Regions from separate parts of the Rattus norvegicus genome. Here region 1 is linked to region 2. Evidence: chromatin contacts called from public Hi-C data. All regions are on one chromosome and are shown on one strand. Each heading gives the region's core, a stretch centred on a gene start, on an enhancer-like site or on the middle of the called end of the contact. The rest is flanking DNA. Distances are from core to core; before and after follow the strand shown. Region 1 holds the start of Pikfyve (phosphoinositide kinase, FYVE-type zinc finger containing). Region 2 holds the start of LOC134480379 (basic proline-rich protein-like).

The links. A called contact is a pair of places that touch in the nucleus more often than the background predicts.
Region 1: a Hi-C map of mammary epithelial cells shows a contact between it and region 2, with 6 times the contacts expected there. The contact joins the promoter of Pikfyve here to the promoter of LOC134480379 in region 2. A contact is called at or near these places in 4 of 12 Hi-C or Micro-C datasets (frontal cortex, liver and mammary epithelial cells).

The regions. Positions count from the first base shown.
Region 1 is chr9:74,054,956-74,061,373 of GRCr8, forward strand. It overlaps Pikfyve (phosphoinositide kinase, FYVE-type zinc finger containing), which reads left to right and starts at 2,559. Exons shown (of 42, transcript NM_001427277.1): 1 at 2,559-2,723; 2 at 6,216-6,396. The coding sequence starts at 6,225. It also overlaps a transcript of Idh1 not described here.
Region 2 is chr9:73,610,975-73,617,675 of GRCr8, forward strand. It overlaps LOC134480379 (basic proline-rich protein-like), which reads left to right and starts at 2,667. Exons shown (of 2, transcript XM_063267899.1): 1 at 2,667-4,152. The coding sequence starts at 2,667. The coding sequence ends at 3,407. Fzd5 (frizzled class receptor 5) reads right to left here and starts at 3,065. Exons shown (of 2, transcript NM_173838.2): 1 at 2,447-3,065; 2 at 1-2,167. The coding sequence starts at 1,916. The coding sequence ends at 159.

The DNA of each region.
Region 1 (6,418 bases), core at 1,309-3,808, 440 kb after region 2:
CACCTAAAGGTAAAATTAGTAGAAGAAAACATAAGTAAAAAGCCCCATGGCATTGTCCTGGGCAGTGACTTTTATTTTTATTTTGTTTAACCCAAAAGCTTAGGAAAATAGCAAAACAGACAAATAGGATGACATCCAAATAAAGTACTCTGGAAGGTTAGAAAAACAACATCGAAGAGATGACCCAAGGACTGGTCGAGAATATTTACTTGACTTTGAACGTAGAACTATAAATTAATAAACAAGGAACGTCCTTTGTGGCAACACACTGAACCTGGAGGACACTGTAAGTGAAGTATGCCAGAAATAAAAATCTTGTAAGAGTTCAGGTGTAGAGTTTTTAAAACATTAATCTTAGAAAGAAAACAGAAAACAGAGTGGTAGTTTATAGGGGTTCGGGAGCGGAGGTACGAGGGAGAATATAAGACGGAAAGCAAATATTCCAAAGGTCATGGGAGCCTGGCAACCATACCCAGGGATTTTCATGAGAGGCTCCCATTAGACAAATCAGGGGCAACTTTTAAAACTGTAATGGTGACTGTGCTGAATTAGAGCATTGCTGAGAGAAAGAGAAAAGTCTATATTGAGTCTCACCAATGTAAAGAGAGGGGACGGCTATGAATTATCAGTAAAGTATAATTACAGCACACAGAAGCATGTGAGTACAGTACCACGGTGTGACCAAGCCCAGCAAGCTTCATGTAAGTGCATGGATGGAAGTTCTGGGGGAGAATAGTTATGGATAGGAACAAAATGTCTCTACAGATAAAATACACCTGGAATTAAATTTTGACGGCTAGTCTGAGGTAAGAACCCAAACTGATTTCTTTCCTAAAAGAGAACTCAATTTTTCTCACAGAGATTAAACTTCAGGCTAATGTAGACATGGAAGTGCAAACTTCTGGGGAACGTGAACTGTGTTATGGTCACGGCTTTACCCTTAGCAGAGTACCTACATGGCCAATTACTGAGAATGAGGACCTCTCCAATTAATCACTCAGAACATGTTAGTTGAGGAGCTGGAGAGATGGCTCAAAGTTCAGATCACATACTGCTTTTGCAGAGAACCCAAGTTTGATGCCTAGCACCCACATTTGGGGGCTCACTACCCCCTATATCAAAATACAAAACAGAATCTGATCCCTTTGACCTTCCTGAGCACCCGCATAGCCCACTATATCTTTCAAAAAGTGTTAGTTGAACGGGTGTTTCTGTATATAGTTTTTTCTGTATCTTGCTATCCTCTCAGTTGGATTATGTATTGTGTTCTCTTGGCCTATTTCATAATTTATTGTACGTTTATGGGATATTAGCGTCTGTTGGAGTAATTTAAGAAAATATTTTTCTTTTCTTCTTAAGAAAGATGCTTGAGTATGTTTATGGGCCAAGGAGAAGTTATTGGGAAAGGTTTGGTTGAAGAGACATTGCAAGCCCACAGGGATATGAGTGAGGGACGTGTTTGCAGATAGTTGTGTTTGGTAGAGGTCGTTAGGTTAAGGATTGCAGCCCAGCTTTTTGACTTGCATATTTGCATAGTAGTAATGAAGGCCAAAGGGCACTAAGGACAAGATCCAACCAAGAGCCAGTTAAGGATGGTGACCAGCAGTTGCAGCGTCCTCTAGCTTCAGGTTTTGGCGGTATTTTCCATCGTTGAAAAAAACAAAAACCAAAACAACAACAACATCAACAACAACAAAACAAACCAAAAACAAAAAACAAAGCTGGGTGGGAAATGCCAAAGTTCTAGAGGAAAAGAATTCTCAGAATAACACCAACCTCCAGATTCCTTTCAGTGCTCCCCTGAAAAGCCCTGCGTTTTCAGTAAGCAGGTTTTAGCTTGTTTTCTACTTTTAACTGCACAGCCCTTTTAGCAGGACAAAAATAACGCGTCACGTTAATACCAACCTGAGCAAGTCAGGACTTGATAATTCTTATCTGCAACACAAAACCCTAATTTAAAGAAGCTATAGTCAACATCACTTGGTCAGGTTCTGTGCCAACTACTTTTCATGCGGTGTTTTACCTAATCCTCAAACAACAACAAAACCCATTAACAACAACAATAATTAAAAAACAACAGGGAGTGAACGCTGCTATAATTAACCCCGCTTTATCCACCAGAGGTTTGAGGCCTAGAGAAATAAGTAATTTGTTCAAAGACACACAGTTGGTTTTAGCGGAGTCCTGAAAGTGTCCTAAAAGCTAACCATCTCTTCGCTCTGGGCTACACAGGTGGAAGTCGGTCCAAGAGAGCTCGGAGAGCAGCCTAACTTATGAGTGCTCACAGTGTTGAACACATACGGTAACAGCAGACCAACTAGGGTCTAGTGCCCGGCGCTCGTGATGCTCACGTGCACTGTCCTCTCTTCTTTCAGGAAGGCTGAGGCAGCGTTAAGTCCTCTGGGGGCCTGGAACGATATTCTCTGGGTTAGATTCTTTCTGCCTGAACATCTGATCGGAAGGTCCAGAGGGCGGTGAGGAGTGGGCGGAGCCGGCCCTTGGAGCCTGTTGCTGATTGGTCAGAAGGGGTATCGGGGCGGAGCCTTGAGGTGGTAGGCAGAAGCGAGAAACCGCAGTTACAGCGTATACCTCTGGGCTCCTCGGCGCGACCGCCGGCTGCCTGAGGAAGCCGGCCCTGCGCTTGGCTAAGGCTTCCTGGCCGAGAGTGGTGAGGCGGAGGCCGGGGAGGCGGGAGGCCCGCGGGGCCGGGGCGGGAGGCGAAGGTAAGGGAGGCGGCGAGGCATGGGCAGGCAGGGCGCGCAGTGGGAGGAAGGCCGGCGTGGGTCCCGGAGCACCGCCTGAGGGATGGCGAAGGCCCGGGACTCTGCGGACTCTGCGGCCGAGGCTCGGCCGGGGAGCGGGGAAGACCTGATGGGAACCGGCTGGCTTCTGAGCGCCCGCCGGCCCTGTGTGGCGAGACGGACGGAAGCCGGCTGGGCCATCTCCTGCACAGGCTTCCTTGACACAATGGAAGTTCTCTTGCCTCTCTGTTTTCCTAATGCCCGAACTTATTTCGGAGGTGGACCATGTCATCTCTTCCTCTGAGCGGGTGAGCGCAAGTCTCAGGGTTGCAGCTTTAGTCTGGAAAAGAAAGTTCTGACCCACAGAAACCATTCCAAGCTTGAGTGTGTCCATCAGCTTAAATGCTGCTGTCTGCTGTTTGAGGCTTAAAAAAAAAAAAAGAAAAGAAAAAAGAAAAAAACTTAACGTAGTGGTTTTAAGGAGGAGACTTATTTCCCAATAAGTCGTTTCCCCTTTCCCAAGAGGTTCCCAAGAAATGTTGAAAGTGAAATTTGATGGATGCATTTAGAAATTTAGGGTCTTCTGTCGTATTTAGGTTCTTAGGACATTCAGGGAAGGTGTACATTCTGCATAAAGCAGGTTACTGCTGTGTATCTTACGCGCGTAATGTGTTAAATGATGAAGGGTTGCTTCATTCGATGTATCTTGTATTTCTAGATGTAGCTGCCCAGCAAATCGCACCGTCTTGTTTTACATTTATTTGAATCTCTGCCTCTCCAGGACTCCCACTCTGTCCTGGTCTCCCATTCCCCCATTCTCCCCCTCCCCGGAGGGAGGGGGAGCGGGGTAGACCAGGACAGAGACAGACACAGGTGTAGGGTGGCGGCTGGAGGGGAGATAGTCTTAGTTTCTTTCTCTCCGATTCATTAGGTTCAGGCTTGTGACAAAGGTCAGGACTTCTCTGAGAAGCAACACTAACTTCCCGAGTCCTCCCCCTCCCTTCTCCTCTTTCTGGAACAGTTACATGAATCACACTGGTTTTCCTTTAGTGTTTCTGCTGTGCATGGGCCAAAAAAAAACGAACACTAAGCCTTTCTTGATGGAAGCTAACATTGCTTGTATTCAGCTGTCCTGCATCAATAGATAAAAGTTTGAGAATTGTATTTAAGAAAATGATTGCGCTGCTGTTTGGAATTTCACTACAATTTTCCTATGGGCAGATAGGTCAAGCTATTTCCTACACTTTAATATCGGACTCATTTTCTGATTTGCTTTACCAAGAAACTTATTGCAAATCTGCGTATACCACACTGGCCTTGGGATAAAGAGAGACACTGCAGAAGTTGTTGGATAAGTAGGTTAACATTTCTAATTATGTATGCAGAAAGAGCCATGCTTTATAGCATAAACAGTTATCATGCTGCTAAAAATCAGAGTTGTAAGTTTTCGGATGCTGGTGGCATGTAGTTATTAAGATTACGTCTATGTGGTTGCATTCATGTTTCAGAGACTGCACTTGATGTGTGTTTTCATGGCAGTTTTTACCTTCACATGTCCAAAGCTTAATGAAAGTTGTAGATATAGACTTTTAGAAGTAATTCTAAGACTCTGTAAGCAGATTGGTTTCTGCGCTTTCATTGGTACTTTTGTGGAAGTGTAAGAGGTTGTGTTCAGAAGCATGAGGGTTCTTATTGCCATTACATCTTTTTTTCTCCGGCGGTCTTTAAAACAAAACAAAACTTTGAGTTTTTACTTGATCAGTCATCATGTTAATCCTTCATGCTGTAGGATCATAGTTGTATGTTAGCTTGACGCAAGCTAGAGTTTTCAGACAGGAGAGAGCCTCAACTAAGACATTGCTTTCATAAGATGGCCTGTAAGCAAACCTGTAGGGCATCATCTTAATTAGTGACTGATGAAGGAAGGCCCAGTCCTCATTGTGGGTGGTAGTGGTCCTGGGTTCTATAATAAAGCAGGTTGAGCCCTTGTTCATGAGGAATAAGCCAATAAGCAGCACTCCTCCTTGGCCTCTGCCTCAGCTCCTGTCTCCAGGTTCTGCCCTGCTTGAGTTCCTATCCTGACCACCTTTGATGATAAAAACAGTAGTGTGGAAGTGTAAACTAAATAAGCCCTTTACTCCGGAAGTTGCTTTGGTCTTGGCGTTTCATCCCAGCAATAGCAACCCCGACTGAGACAATACTTTATGATACTAGAGGTCCTCCCTCCCTGTCTTTCTGCTTCCTTTCCTTTCCTTTCCCCCTACTCCATTGCCTTCCTCTTCTCCTTTCTTCCCCATCCTTTCCATTAAGCACTTGTTGCCAAAATCTCATCCAAGTCAGTGGTTTCATTTCTGTTTTAATTTAATAATCTGAGAGAATCTTGAGTACTAAGAGAATACAATTGGCTAGAACTGGAAGTCTGTGAGGAATACAGTTTTTTTTTCTTTTTGATAGAAGACTGTTGGAGAATTCTGTTGCAAGACTTGTCGCACAGTCACACGTCTATTTATTACTATCTCTGATCCACCCAGATGAAAACCGTTTAGGCTCAGTGTACCTTAGTTGCCTCAATTGTTAACCATAGTGATAATGCTGACTTTATAACTTCTGAGACTGTTGTGAACATAAAATGAACCAACAGGTGTGATTTTGAAGGAGAAAACCGTTTTAGAAGAGTGTAATGCCCTTTTTGGATAGGTAGATTACAAAGTTTTGTATTTTACTAACATGGCAAAGAATACTTCTCTTTAACCTGTCAGTCTACAGGGAGAGAGCCTTAGTCCCTTCCTGTGACTTTATTTCCTGACTAGACTTACTGCTTTGACTGGCTATGCTTTCTTGATTACTTATAAACAAAAATAAGAAGGCCATACCCTAGTATCTTACGAGTTTAGGCTTAGAGTGTGGTTGTGGAAATCCCAAGCTCCTGTGCCTAGGAGGAAAGAACAGGCAGCTTGTTGATTTGAGTACTTGTCACAGGCATTAATTACTGAAGCTGTTTGCTCAGATGGCATAGACATGTCATACAGCGTGACTGATTTTCTTTTCCTGAGATACATGCATACAATAAGGCTGAGCAGCTTATGTTATATAAAGTCAGTGTCCACTGTAACTTTAAAAAGCTATTATTACCAAAAATCCTTGGACACCTATAAGTAATGGGAATTTTTTTGTCTGCTCATATTTATGTCTTACTTGCAGATTTTAAATTGACTCTAATTGTAAAGAGAATAAGAATGGTAATATTTAAATTTAGCTTAGCCACATGACCATGGTTTTAAGTGTTGAGGCTCTTTTAATTTAGACAGCAGTGTGTTTTAAGCCTGAATTTGAATATTCGGACATAGGTTTCCTTACTCTTTGGTGTTTATTGATAAGAATAATTGACAGTCACACAAGGGGGCTGTCTGGATATTTGCCTGTTCTTCAAATGGTTTCTAAGGAATCTCTTTCCCTCCCTGCTTTTCTTTCCAGACTCATGAAATGGCCACAGATGACAAGAGCTCCCCGACATTGGACTCTGCTAATGACTTGCCTCACTCTCCTGCCAGTCCCTCTCACCTCACTCACTTTAAACCGTTGACTCCTGACCAGGATGAGCCCCCCTTCAAGTCAGCATATAGTTCGTTTGTAAATCTTTTTCGTTTTAACAAAGGTAAGACTTCATTCTAAAATGC
Region 2 (6,701 bases), core at 1,417-3,916:
ATCTTTTGAAACCGCCCCCTTTTCCTCTCCAAGCCGCTCAGGGAGGGGGCATCAGCACCAAGAAGGTAAACGGAAGTGACCTTCACAAAGCTACCAAGCTACACAACCGCCCCCTTCAACGTCCAGCACTGTCCCTGGGCCTCGGCCTCCAGGCCTTCCTATACGTGCGACAGGGACACTTGCTTGTGGTATGCGGCCGCGGGGCCCGGCGGCCCGGTCCTGCCAGTGAGTGCGGCGCTGGCCTCCGCATAGTCTCCTGCGACCATAGCGCCACCGCTTTTATGGCCCCGTCGAGAGCTGCAGCAGCAGCGGCTGGTGAAGCGCCGCCAAGACTCCAGGGTCTTTCCGGACCAGATCCAGACTCCCGACGTGATGCCCACCACCAGGCACATGAAGTACTTGAGCATGAGCACCCAGTACTCGGGTTTGGCGCGTGGCTGGCCAGCGTCCGACCCCGGACACGCGCAGGTGAGGGCTGCCTCCCAGCTCTCCCGATAGTGCTGTTCATACAGGTAGCAGGCCACCACGATGCTGGCTGGCACCGTGTAGAGCAGAGTGAAGATGCCAATGCGGATCATGAGCTTCTCTAGCTTGTCCGTCTTAGTGCCACCCTGCTTGATGACGCTCCGGATGCGGAAGAGTGACACGAAGCCTGCCAGAAGGAAGAGCGTGCCCACCAACAGGTACAGCACCAGTGGGCCCAAGACAAAGCCTCGTAGCGAGTTCAGGTTTTGGTTGCCCACATAACAGATGCCAGCCACTGGGTCTCCGTCCACGGAGCTCAGTGCCAGCGCCGTAATGGACTTGACGCTGGGGATGAGCCAGGCAGCAAGGTGGAAGTACTGTGCATAGCCTGCGATGGCTTCATTGCCCCACTTCATGCCAGCCGCCAAGAACCAGGTGAGCGACAGGATGACCCACCAGATGGAGCTGGCCATGCCAAAGAAGTAGACTAAGAGGAAGACGACTGTGCACAGCGCAGGGCCGGTAGTCTCATAGTGAATGTGGCTGTGCTCTCGGCTGCAGGCGACGCTGGCATGGCCTACAACCAGGCGCACCAAGAATCCCAGTGACACACACAGGTAGCACGCAGACAGGAAGATGATGGGGCGCTCAGGGTAGCGGAATCGTTCCATGTCAATGAGGAAGGTCGCTACAGTGGTGGACGTGGAGATGAAGCACAGCACAGACCACAGGCCAATCCAGAAGGTGGCGAACGTGCGCTCATCCGGGCTGAAGGACGGCTGGTAGCAGGGCACTGCGCAGTTGGGCACTTGGCCGGTGCGCACCTTGTTGTAGAGTGGGTGTGACTCCTTCAGGATGGGCACGAAGGGCTCGCGGCACGTGCACACAGACGGGCCTCCCGAGGGACATTCGCCCCCGGAAGATGGCGCCCCTGGTGGTCCTGGGAGTGTGGGTTTGGCCGGGAAGGACTTAGGGGACGCGGTGGTGGCTTCACTTCGGTTATAATCCATGCACAGAACCTCAGCGTCGCCGCCCAGCACTGGGAGGCGGTCGCAACTCATGCGCTCGGGCCAGGCGAAGCCGTACTGGCGCATGAGTGGCGAGCAGCCGGCCTTGGCGCGCTCGCACACGGAGCGGCACGGTGGTAGCGGCTTGTGGTAGTCAGGCAAGCAGATGGGCGTGTACATGGAGCACAGGAAGAAGCGCAGGTCCGGGGAACAGTGGATCTCCACCAGCGGCCAGAATTGGTGCACCTCCAGGCCTGCTTCGTCCTGAGTGTCATGGTTGAACTGGTTGGGCATGTGCGTCAGGTTGTAGCCGATGCCGCGGCACATGGGCACCGTGATTTCCTGGCACACTGGGGCCTTGGAGGCGGCCGCTGCCCGGCCCACCAGCTGTGCCAGCAACAGCAGCAGAAGAGAGGGCGGCGCGGACGGGTCGGGTCTAGCCATCGCCCCCTTCTTCCCTTTGCCACCCGCTGCCCGAGAGGGTCTGCGTTGACCGACGAATCTGCGGCCGGGGCTTCCCTCTCTGGAGTCTTGACTGTGACGCCCGGGCTGGCAACCTGTTGGTTTCTTTTCCTTAAAGAAATCCGTCCAAAGATCAACTGTTTCTGGAAGGCGCTGCCTCCGCCGGCAGCGCTCAGCTCCACGCCAGATAGAGCTGGAGGGACTATTAGGGCTCCGACTCCAAGGACAGAACTCTTAAAAGAGAAGGTAGGGGAGAAGAAAAATCGCAACCACTCCTCTCAGAGGAGAGCCAACCGCTTGGTCTCAGTAAACCGGCTCCAATCTCTAGATTAACTCCTTTCCTCCCCTCCTCCTGCAGCCAAACTTCAGACGCCCCCACCCCCTCCACCCCACTGCCCGCACCCGCCTCTCTTTTCTGGCCCGGCCCTGCAGGCTATGCCTGGGGCCAGAGAGCTCAGTCCCGGAGAAAGGGGCAGAGGAACCGGGTGAACAGGGAAGACGCGGGCTCTTACCTCTGAGGATCCTGCTAGGCGGCAGATGTCTGCAGCCAGCCGGGCTCCTCCGTCCCGCGACTCCGAATCGGCCCAGAGCTGGGAAAGTTTAAGGACAAGCTAGGTACCTGTGGCGGCGACACATGGCAGCAGGTGGAGGACCTTTCAGAGAGCCGGGCGCCCCTCGACCACGGGCGGCGCGGGCCGGTCAGTCGGCTTCTCTTCCTTCGGGGCCCCCTGCATGATTCGGGCAGAGCAAGGCAGGGGCAGGCCGTGCCTTCCACCGGCGTCCCGGGGCCGGGACGAAGGGCAAGGGCGCCGGGCAGCACTTGAACTGGAAGGCGGAGGGATGCGGCAGCCGGAGGGGACCCCGCCACCTCACAGCACAGCGAGCAGCCAGCGCTGGCCGGGCGGGGACTGCATGGTCCGCGCCCGCCGCCGCGTCCCGCCAGCCGCTCGCCGCCTCCCCTGCAGGGGGCTCCGCGCTCCAGCAGACTCCGGGGGGCGGTGGCGGCGCTCTCGGGACGCGCCCCACTCGGCTCCTCCCCCGCGCTCTCGCACTCTTTCGCCCACCTCCAGGGAGCTCCGTACGGTGCGCGACGGCAGCGGACGAGTCTCGGCTACAGGCTGCCTGCCCTCTCCCGCCCCGCCCGGGTCACCTGCCTCTAATGCCCGCCGGGAGGCCCCGCCCCGGGCCCGCCCCCTCCCGCCCTGCCCGGAGCTGGGCCGTCCCACGGCTCCCTCTCCGGGTCCCCGCCCACCGCCCTGCTGTCCTGGCCTCTCTGCGAGCGCCCCGCGGCCCCTCCCGGAGCGGGCAGCGGAAGAGCGTCCGCCAATAGTGGACCGGCAAGTTACGAGGGCGGGGTCAATGCTAATCAGGCCTCCCAGAGAACCCGGGCGGGAAACCTGGCCCCAAGTCCTGGAGTTCTCTGTGGTGGTTCACCAGAATGGTACTCACTTTCCTGAAGGTTCTGCTCTCTGAACGCCTGCTTCCAGGGCCTCCACTAGGCCATCTCTCTCCAGTTAAGTGTCCTTATCGAGGTCCGGTGCTTGTTTAAAGGGATGAGAGGTCAATTCAGTTGTGCCACCTGTCCTCCCCCTTCTGAGCTGCCTTGTGCTAGGTGACAGACGCGCTAGTACTTAATGAGCAACCTCGTGTTAGTTAATCGTTTACACCTTGATAGGCAATCTGGATACCCTAGAATTCTGAGGCCAGAACGCCTCAGAACTTGACCTAAACAGTTGAGCTAACAAGACAGCAGAAACGTTGACAAACTTGTGCCCTTCCCTGTGGGAGCTCCTAGCACACAGTAGGCTCTCTGATGACAAACCTAGAATCCGAAACCAGAAGTTGGGCAGCAGAATTCACAATCTTTACCCTCCCTAGGAAATATCGATATTTCCCAGGCTTTGCCTTTCGTATATACAACAAAATCTTGCCGTTGTAACTAGAGGATGAATTTCTTTCCAGTTTTGGATGACTCTAGAGACGGTAGTCCTTAGCAGTAGCAATTTATAATCCCTGGCAGATCTGAAGACACCCACAGAGAAAAACTCTTGGACTGGGACAGTGTACAGCTCACGGTGCTGGGTTCCCCAGGGTTGGCTGCTGTGCACTTTGGCGAGGCTGGGACCCGGTAAGGGGGTCGCACTGGGGCAGTAGGAACCGTGGAAAGACCTGCTACCCGCTGTCAACGGAGGGACACACAGTGGCGCTCTCCTGATAGGTTAGTATACTCCAAGTTTTAAATGTCTCACAAATGCCTCTCTTCTGTGAGTACTAATTAGGTTGGGAGACTGAGGTGTTTAGCATGCTTGAAATTCATTCACACGCTTATGAAGAGGCTTTAAATTGTATACTGCTCCTTCACTCCCTCTGCTGGGGGAGGGGAGTGGGAGGGATTCGAAGTAGGGGAGAGCCTAAGGGGTACTTGAAGGACTCTGAACTGCCCTCACTGGCTGAGATCTGTTGGGTGTTATTGTCTTCTGTGCCGGTTGTACAGGCTGAAAAGCCATTTTCAGTGTATCAACAAGGTTTTGTGGGAGCTAATGAAATTCTGTATTTAATCTCAGACATCACAGCTATTAATAAATGTTTAAAACATACATTGCTTCATTCCCTAGAATTCTATAAGGTGTTCATATTTAATCTCTTTTGTTCTTAGTAACCGCTTGGCCCTCAGGGTCTAGAAACAGCCCGGGCTAAGAATTAGTGGAAGGAGAATAGACTAGAGCATACCAGTCAGATAAGGAAGGAACCCGCAATGGAAAGTTTGTCCAGCCTGCCAACATGCCAGGGGAGGCCTACTACCCTTTACTTGTATGTTGCTGCGATAGACAAGTGTTGGCTAATAATAAAAATTATTTGGAGGTTGGAGAATGTAAACCACTTGCACTGGAATTCAGCCAGAATACTTGGGTTGTTTCACTTGGTTCTGCCTAGGACGTTACTGTCTACTGCTCTGTCAACCTTCTAAACAACAAAAATCTGACTTTTGCTTGGAGATCCCAAGTAATGACAGTAGTAATGGAAACAAACATTGGCTGGGTGTGGTGGCTCATACCTCTAAGTCCAACATTCTGTAGGGGGATGCTGAGTCTGAGGACAACCTGGGCTACATGTCTCAAAACAAAAACAAAAAAAGTGACAAGATAAACGTGTATAGTTTTTTTGTATTACTTTAGTTTTTCTTTTCCCACATATATTACTTTAAGGATTATTTTAAGATATGCTGACTGGGGCTGGGGTTCAGCAGTTAAGAGCATTGTGTGCTCTTGCAGAGGACCTGGGTTTAGTTCCCAGCACCCACACTGTGGCTCACAACCATTTGGAACTACAGTTCCAGGAGGGCTGGTGCTCTCTTCCCACCTCCTTGGGCACCATGCATGTATGAGGTGCACATACATACATGCAGGCAGAGTACTCATACACATAAAGATAAATAAATCTAAAACCAGAATAGTTTAAGTACGCTGATATTTAACATATCTCAGGCAGGTTGCTAAATAATATATTTTACCTCATTTAATGCTTGGGATACTCAGATACAGAAACTGTCACCAAAACAACTCATTGGATTTATTGGAGGTAGCTAGTCCACCAAAAGGGTAGCAACCAATATTTTTATACTTAATGGTTAGTACAGTTAGTAACAATATGATATAATTATAAGTTGCTAAGAATAGGTTTTAAGCGTTCTTAGCACAAACACACACAAAGATAAGTATGTGGGCTAGAAATTTAGCTACCTATCAAACACAAAGACCCAGGTTCAATCCGAAATACCACCTAAAACTCGGCATGGTCCTCATGCTTATAATCCCAGTATTCAAGAGGTGGAGTCCGGAAGACCAGAAGTTCAGTTATCCATCCTTGCCTGCTATCAAGTTGGAGGCCAACCTGGGCTAGATGAAACTTTGTTGATTTTTTTTTTTAAAGGAAAAGGAAAAACATGTTATATATGTTAAAATTATTTGAACTAACTATCCCAGGAGATATAGCTATATCTAGGCACCATGTTACAGTCATAAACATATACAATTTGTACTTAATTTAAAGAGTTCTTTTGGACCTAGAGAGATGGCTCGATCACAAAGTCCCTACCCTCAAGCATAAGGGCCAGAGTTTAGAACTCCAACACCCACCAAAAGCTGCAAGTGGTGAAGCCAATAATCCCAGAGCTGACAACTCTTTAGGCTTGTTGGCCTGCTAGTCTAGTGGTAGCAGTGAGCTTCAGTTTCAGTAAGAGACGCTGCCTCAAAGCTTCTGGCCTCCAAATGTGCATGCACACCTGAGTCTAAACCCACACACTCGAACCGCTACACACAGTAAATGCATAGTTTAATTTAAACTTAATTGTTAAAATTGCTTCTAAAATGCAGTTTTTTCTTCTGAGTTTCAATTTATTCTACAAAGGATTAGAACATCTCTTTTTAAAAGATCCAATTGTGTATATGCACTGGGGTCTTGTATATCCTAGGCATATTCTCGGTCTCTGAGATAGATGCTCGACCAGCCCAGACAAATAATTTAATTTTATTTGTTATTAGTACTGCAGGTGTGTGTCCTGATGTAAGTATACCATGGTAATGTGTGCCAGTCAGAGCTCTCTTTCCACCCAGGTTCCCAGGATTAAACTCAGGTTAGTGGGTTTGCACGGCAAGACCCATCTTATCAGTCCGAAGATAATTTTTTTTAATTTTGTTTTTATTGTTTTGTTTTGTTTTTGAGACAGAGTTTCACTGTTTAGCTCTGGCTAGCCTGGAACTTTGCTTT